2 separate regions of the Mus musculus genome follow, and region 1 is linked to region 2. A link is a contact called in public promoter capture Hi-C data. All regions are on one chromosome and are shown on one strand. Each heading gives the region's core, a stretch centred on a gene start, on an enhancer-like site or on the middle of the called end of the contact. The rest is flanking DNA. Distances are from core to core; before and after follow the strand shown.

Region 1 (3,547 bases), core at 730-3,229, 2.9 Mb before region 2:
GCTTAGTCCAGGAAGGTCCTTGACGCTCACTACACCAAACAGCAGACCTCTCTCTATCTCCAGAATCCACACAGGGAAGAGACAACTTCTTCAGGTTGTCCTCTGATGTCCATATCAGTGCTGTGTCACATGTACATCCTATACACACGCGTGTTTAAAAAATTGTAGGGGTGTGTGGCTGCGATCAGTGAATAAATAAATAAATAAATAAATAAACCTGAGCTCCATTCTTCCATCCCAATTTGTGTAAGATATGCTCTAGAAATGTCTTATTCATATACTTTATTAGAACTCTAAGGGAATACTTCAGCTGAACCTTACTCATAACATGGATTTTTCTGGAAAGTGGGACCAAGTCAAACCATTAACATTCTTGGTTTTGCCTCCTGTGTGTATGTGGATGGGAGGATTATGTGTCAGGGAGCACATATGGATTTCAAAGAACAACTCATAAGGATCATTTCTCTCCTTCCAGCATGTGGATTCCTGGGTTCAAAATTCAGATCTCAGGCTTGGGTGCAAGTGCCTTTACCCATGGAGCCATTTCCCTGGTCCTACATCATACTATTTTTTAAGTTTTAAAACCTGAAATGAAACCCACACAACAACAACAACAACAACAAAAACTGAAACAAAACAAAACAAAAATCCCAAACCAAACTGAAACAAAACCAAACCAGTTAAAGCCATAAAACAATTGAATTAAGTCATTTTTTTTTCAACAATCCCTGTACCCAGAAGATTCTGTACAATACCCTGAAAAAAAAAAAAGTCGTCAATGGCAACGCTTTAAATTTAGGAGGGTCATCAGCCGAGGTGGGCTGCTCCAGGTAGACTATGATAATTTTGCAGTAATTATGTTTTACTTGTAAAAGCTTCTGAGAGACGGGGGGCAATCAGTCTCCCAGTGATCAGTAGTTCACCTCCGGACCGCAATGACTCATCTTTCTGCCCTTCTAGGTGGAAACTGGAGTACAATCTTTCCTATGTGCCCTCTAACCTCCACCCATCCTGTAGCTGTCCCATTTTACAATGGAAGTTTATTCCCTCATCAGCGAAAGAAAAGTATACAAACCAACGCAGACCAAACTAAAAAGTAACTTTCAACGTCCAAAAACGTTTTCCTTTGCGATCAAGTTCTTTGATCTCATCTCTTCCTCTTTAAAGTCAATGGACTCACTATCACACCACAAATTTAAACAAAGCGCCCTCCCCTCCCCCCAGCAGCCCTGTCTCAGAGGGTGTCAGCAGAGGTGGAAACTCCACAAGCCTAGAACATCTGCCGGGCAGGAGGTGGGGGTGGGATCATCGAAACCTTGTGGCCTTGTCCAAATCCAGGACACTCGGAAAGGTTGCGGAGAGGCATACTCTGAAGCCTCTTCAGTGACCCCGGGCCCAGAAAGATTTATTACTTCCTCCTTGAGGGAGAAACCACAAACCCGCTGGAATGGGCTAGCACCAGGGCCAAGGCTTCAGAACTGGGTTCCCGCTGCACACAGCGCTGTTGGGCGGTGCTGCTCGCGTCCTAGGAGGGGACACCAGTGCTGACCGCTGGGGATGAAAGGAGCGTACGTCCGGGGTATTTCTGCTCAAACTTTTATCACCAACTCTTCTCCAGAGCGAATCCTGGGAGCCGAGTCGTGCAGCTACAGAGAACCCAAGTCTCCGGCTGTGCGGGCGAGCTGGGAATCAGGCGCCGGCGCCGCGCCCCGGGCGCACCTAGAGCTCTGTTCTGCTACTAACGGCTGGAGGCCCTAGCAGCGCCTCCTTGAACCGGGTCGCATCTCCAGCCCCTAAGGAGGTGGCGGCGGGAGTCTGGAGCTGCGAGGAGGGCGGGTGTGGGACAGGCAGAGGAGGAGGGGAGCACGGCGAAGGGGAGGAGCCGGGGCGACAGACGGCGGCGCGCACCAACCCCGAGCGGGCTGGCAGGAGCCGCGCAGAGGCCGGCCCGAGCGCGTTGCAGGCGCCCGGCGTAGGGGGAGTCGGGTAGCAGCATCCTCCCGGGCGCCGCTTTAGTGCGGCCGCGGCGGGGGCTTCCTCTGCCTCGGGACCTCGTAGGGCAGAAGCCGCTGGTGACGCGGGGGTGGGGGGTCCCGCTCTTTTGCCTTCAGCTAGGTGTACAGAGTCCTGGGCCAGTCCGCGGCCACGGAGCGCCGGGGCTCGCCTGAGCCGCCCGCCAGGACATCCTCCGGGTGATGGAAGAAGCAGCCGCCGCTGCGGGGCCGCGCTGCACCCTATCCGCGGCCGCCGGAGGGATGGGAAGGTTCGCTACGTGGAGGCCAAGAGAGAGCGATGGAGAGCAGAACAGCCTGGAGCTGGGGCGTATGTAAGCCACCCCCCACTGTCGCCTCCTGCCTGCTTCGTGCCCCAGAGCCTGGAGGGAAGCAGCGGTCCCGAGAGACCTAAGGAGACGTCGCTGGAGCCGGGACGCGCCGCGCTCGGTGGAGCGCAGAGCTGGGCTCCGGGCCCGGTGAAAGTTTCCCCTCCCGGGGTGCAGGGCGCCCGCTGCTGGAAAACTCTGCCTAGGGCTAGGGCAGCGGAGTCTCGCGGCTCCCTCGAAGGCTTGGGGACCCCTAGCAGAAGAGAACCGGAGAGAAACCGAGGAGAGTGCTAGCCGGACAGTCCGCCGGTCGGGGATCTGGGGACGCTCCGAGGCGCACCCTCCGCTCCAGGTGAGTGGAGGAGCCCGCAGACTAGAGGGTGGGCGTTACTCAGGCGGAGGAGGCATCTGGACCGGAGACTGGGCTCACCCATTCACTCCGCTTCCCCTCGCAGGTCCTTCTCGGAGCCGCTGCCATGGGAGAGCCAGCCCTGGGCGCCGGGGACCAGCAGCCTCTGCCGCCGCGCCCGCCTCGGATCGGCGGCCCCAGTCCCGGCGCCCGCAGCCGGCCTGCAGCGTCCCCCTCCTGGGCTGCAGGGCCGCCTCCGCCGCGCCGCCGGCCCCGGCTGTGCCTGTGATGAGCCGCAGCTCGCCGCGAGCTCTGCCCCCCGGTGCGCTTCCCCGGCCGCTGCCGGCCGCGCCTGCCGCCGTGCAGCGGGCCCTGCTCCCGCCGTGGCCCCGGCGCGCAGGACGCCGCTGGCCTGCGTCCCCGCTCGGGATGAAGGTATTTCGCAGGAAGGCGCTGGTGCTGTGCGCGGGCTATGCACTGCTACTGGTGCTCACGATGCTCAACCTCTTGGACTACAAGTGGCATAAAGAGCCGCTGCAGCAGTGCAACCCCGACGGGCCTCTGGGTGCCGCGGTAGGGGCGGCCGGGGCCGGCTGGGGACGGCCGGGGTCGCCTCCTGCAGCGCCACCCCGCGCTCACTCTCGCATGGACCCCCGCACCCCGTACCGCCCTCCTGCCGCGGGCGTGGGGGCAGTTCCCGCAGCCGCGGCTGGGAGTGCAGGAGCTGCGGCCTCTCTGGGCAATGCTACTCGAGGCACCAGGGGTGGAGGGGACAAGCGGCAGTTGGTGTATGTGTTCACCACGTGGCGCTCGGGCTCGTCCTTCTTCGGTGAGCTCTTCAACCAGAACCCTGAGGTGTTCTTCCTCTATGAGCCTGT
Region 2 (3,351 bases), core at 85-2,584:
TGTCATTGGGCCATACAATGTGACAGTGTGGCTACTTTAAGGGTTACATAATGCCTTGCTTCCTTATTTCCCATAACAAGGAGCTGGAAGGTGGAGGTTGTGTGTTTACTTCTGCAGTAACATCTGTATCCCAGAAGTATCTTGGAAATCAACCTTACTGCATAATGTCTTCATAATATACTTCTGTTACTCTTGCTGGCTCCACTTAAACTACTATAGACAAAATAAAAGCGCAAACATACTGCGGTTCTTAAAAGTGGGTACATCCACACAATATAAGATATAAAATTCTAAGTCCTAAAAGGCTAATATTGTACTCTGTAAAGTAATGGGGGGGGGGGACACAAACAAACAAACAAACAAAAACTTGTCTCTATCTTTTAGCCCCTGCCAGTAAAACCTTGCAAAGTTATCTGAAAACATCTATGCCCAAGGCCCTAGGAGAGACCCACAGAGCTGCAAGGAGGGGACAGGCTCCACTGGTGCAAGAGGGAAAAGTGTGGAGAGGGTCTCCTGGGAAGGGCCTGCACCCTCGAGAGTTCATGTCACCAGGGCCGAATGATGCTCCCATAGAGCCTTCACCCAGCACCCCATTGTCCTATCAAGAGCCGGGGGAAACCAAGCGGACCCCAACACAAGAAACCCCACCCCGCTCCACAAAGCGAAAGTTGCGCAACCACCTGCGGCTGAGCTGCCCCGCCTCCTCCACTGTCACGGAGCCCGCGCCCTCCATCCCGCATCCCCCTAATCTCCCAGGGTCCCCCGCTCCCCGCTGGCCCCTCTCACCGCCCGCAGCTGCAGGCGTCGCCGGCTGAGCTCGCTGTCCTGCCTGGGGGAAGGCGAGAGGCGCCGAGGAGCTGGGACGATCCACGCGGGGCAGCCGGGGGAGCCTTCCCGGGAGGGCTTCCTGCAGGGTGGGGCGCCGGCGTCCTGAACCCTAGCCAAACGCAGGGTAAACAAGTTGTGGGCGCCAGCGAAGCCCGCGGGGTTGAGCTCCGAACCGCTCCTCTGCTGGTGGCGGGAAGCAGCTGGTCTACCAGCCTCACTGCTCGGCTCTCATTCCCATCCCTGGAGGAGACCAGTTTGATCTGGGAGGGAGAGGGACTAGGACTGGGGTGCTGGTGGGGGTAGAAGCAGGCTCAAGATTTCTGACTCTCTAAAGAGGACTTTGGTTACTTGGTTAATTGCTGCTGTCAGGCACACATAGTTTTATCAAATTAAAGTGGTTCGGTCCGGTACAGTTAGCTGAAGGAAGTGGACGAACCAAATGTCCTTTGACCTCACTCAGAACCACAACTGGGCACAGCCTGACCTGAAGAAGCTGCCGAGAACTTGGCCTTGCAGGCTGCGCTCTGGGAGGAGTTTACATGGGGGTGGAGTTCTGGAATTTTCCATTTTCCCTCGCACATGATTTGTCAGAATAGATTTAACAATTAATAATGTTCTGGTCGGTAATATCTGCCAAGAATACTTCTCAAATGAAGAAATACAGCCTTTTATTGAAAGCATGAAACAAACAAACTGACATCAAAGTCTTAGCGAGATGTAATGGTTTGAGTTTGTTAGAGGGACCAAGAAATTGAGCTTGTGAGTGTGAATATCTAGATTGGCCTCATGAGAGATACCAAAAGCATTCAAGATCAAAACATGTCTGTGGAAAGAGAGGCCCATTGGTCTTGCAAATTTTATATGCCTCAGTACAGGGGAACGGCAGGGCCAAGAAGTGGGAGTGGGTGGGGGGATATATGGGGGACTTTTGGGATAGCATTGGAAATGTAAATGAAGAAAATACCTAATTAAAATAAAATTTTAAAAAATCATGTCTGTGAAGCATTGCTTGGAAGACAAATCAAATATATGAGAGCAACCACATAGGCACTCAGGAGCTATGAGCCAACCACATAGGCACTCAGGAGCCATGAGCCACCGCAGAATTCATGGGCTTTTGCATTTCCAGAGCAGGTGTCCAGCCTGAATTCCTGAGGGTTTGGGGGTGGGGGCTGATACACACTTTCTTTATGAATCCCTACTGCAACGTGCCTCTGTCTCTTTGACACTCTTGGGGAGGGAGAGGTGTTTTGTGTTGTGTTTACAACAGTCTTAATGTCAGTAATGGAGCAGTTCAGTAAAATTAAAGTTTCCCCAGGTTCCATTTCCTCAATCCTGTGTTTTTACTGTAATGTTCACAAACGCACAAGCTGTAAAACTATACAGAATATGGCATTTGGGTCAGCCATCAGTTACTTGGGTTTTGACAAAACTTAGATTAAAAAAAAAAAGGCAGCATTTATAGTGTCCCATGTGTGTGATTTCTTTCTTTCTTTGTTTGTTTGGTTTTTTTTTTTTTTTTTTTTTTTTTTTTCGAGACAGGGTTTCTCTGTGTAGCTTTGGCTGTCCTGGAACTCACTCTGTAGACCAGGCTGGCCTGGAACTTAGAAATCTGCCTGCCTCTGCCTCCCGAGTGCTGGCATAAAAGGTATATGCCACCACTGCCCCGTGTGATTTCTTGACTTAACTGGTTTTGCTTGCTTGCTTGCTTGCTTGCTTGCTTGCTTGCTTGCTTGCTTGCTTGCTTGCTTGTATCTGTATTTTTCCGTTCTCTTGAGCCTCTAAGTCTGCTTTTCTTTTCTGGCACAACCTTTGAGATGATTCCACAGCCTTTCTAAAATCTTAGCATATTTTATGCTGTATATTATGTTGACTTTTAAAACAGATACTTACACACACAAAGTAAAGGGTTACATTGTGACATCTTCTTACATATGTGTCAATATACTTGGTTGTTATCCAAGCTTCTTCCCACTACACTTTCCCATTCCTTTTCCCCATTCCCCATACCCTCTGCCTTCTCTCTTCTTGTGGTCCCCTTTGTCCTCAAGAGCCACCCCACTCTCAGCCCCTTCCTGGTTTCATGTTCTATTCCATTTATATTCTATTCACCTCTCTTTCTATGAGTTTCTTTTCTTGTTGCTATGATAAAGTATTCTGGCAAATGCTAGTTAAAGGAGAAAAGACTTATTCTGGTTCACAGTTCAAGGCTACAATCCTTTACAGATATACCCTAGGATTTTCTCCTACATAATTCTAAATTCTAATAAAATAATGGCACTAAACTATCACATGGGCCCCCTTACTCCTCCCAAGATACACTGGAGCAGGGAGGGCAGTAAGAGGGAGGGAGAAAGGAGAGGTAGGGAGGAAGGATGGATAGATGGAGGAAGGGATGGAGGGAGTGGGAGAGGAAGAGAAGATGAGGACAAGGAGGGAGGAAGAGTTAGAGCTACACCTAAGCCTAAAATTTCACATGTCGTAAGGTCTATATGTACTCATCTGTGAATATAAGATAAATAT

The links. Promoter capture Hi-C pulls out the DNA fragments that hold promoters and counts their contacts.
Region 1: a contact with region 2 is called in a promoter capture Hi-C map of embryonic stem cells, with 8 times the contacts expected there. The contact joins the promoter of Chst2 here to the promoter of Plscr4 in region 2. A contact is called at or near these places in 2 of 39 promoter capture datasets (embryonic stem cells and hippocampal neurons) and 2 of 115 datasets of contacts at active chromatin or transcription factors (astrocytes and embryonic limb bud).

The regions. Positions count from the first base shown.
Region 1 is chr9:95,405,702-95,409,248 of GRCm38.p6, reverse strand. Chst2 (carbohydrate sulfotransferase 2) reads left to right here and starts at 1,979. Exons shown (of 2, transcript NM_018763.2): 1 at 1,979-2,672; 2 at 2,776-3,547. The coding sequence starts at 2,958.
Region 2 is chr9:92,455,361-92,458,711 of GRCm38.p6, reverse strand. Plscr4 (phospholipid scramblase 4) reads right to left here and starts at 1,334. Exons shown (of 9, transcript NM_178711.3): 1 at 787-1,334.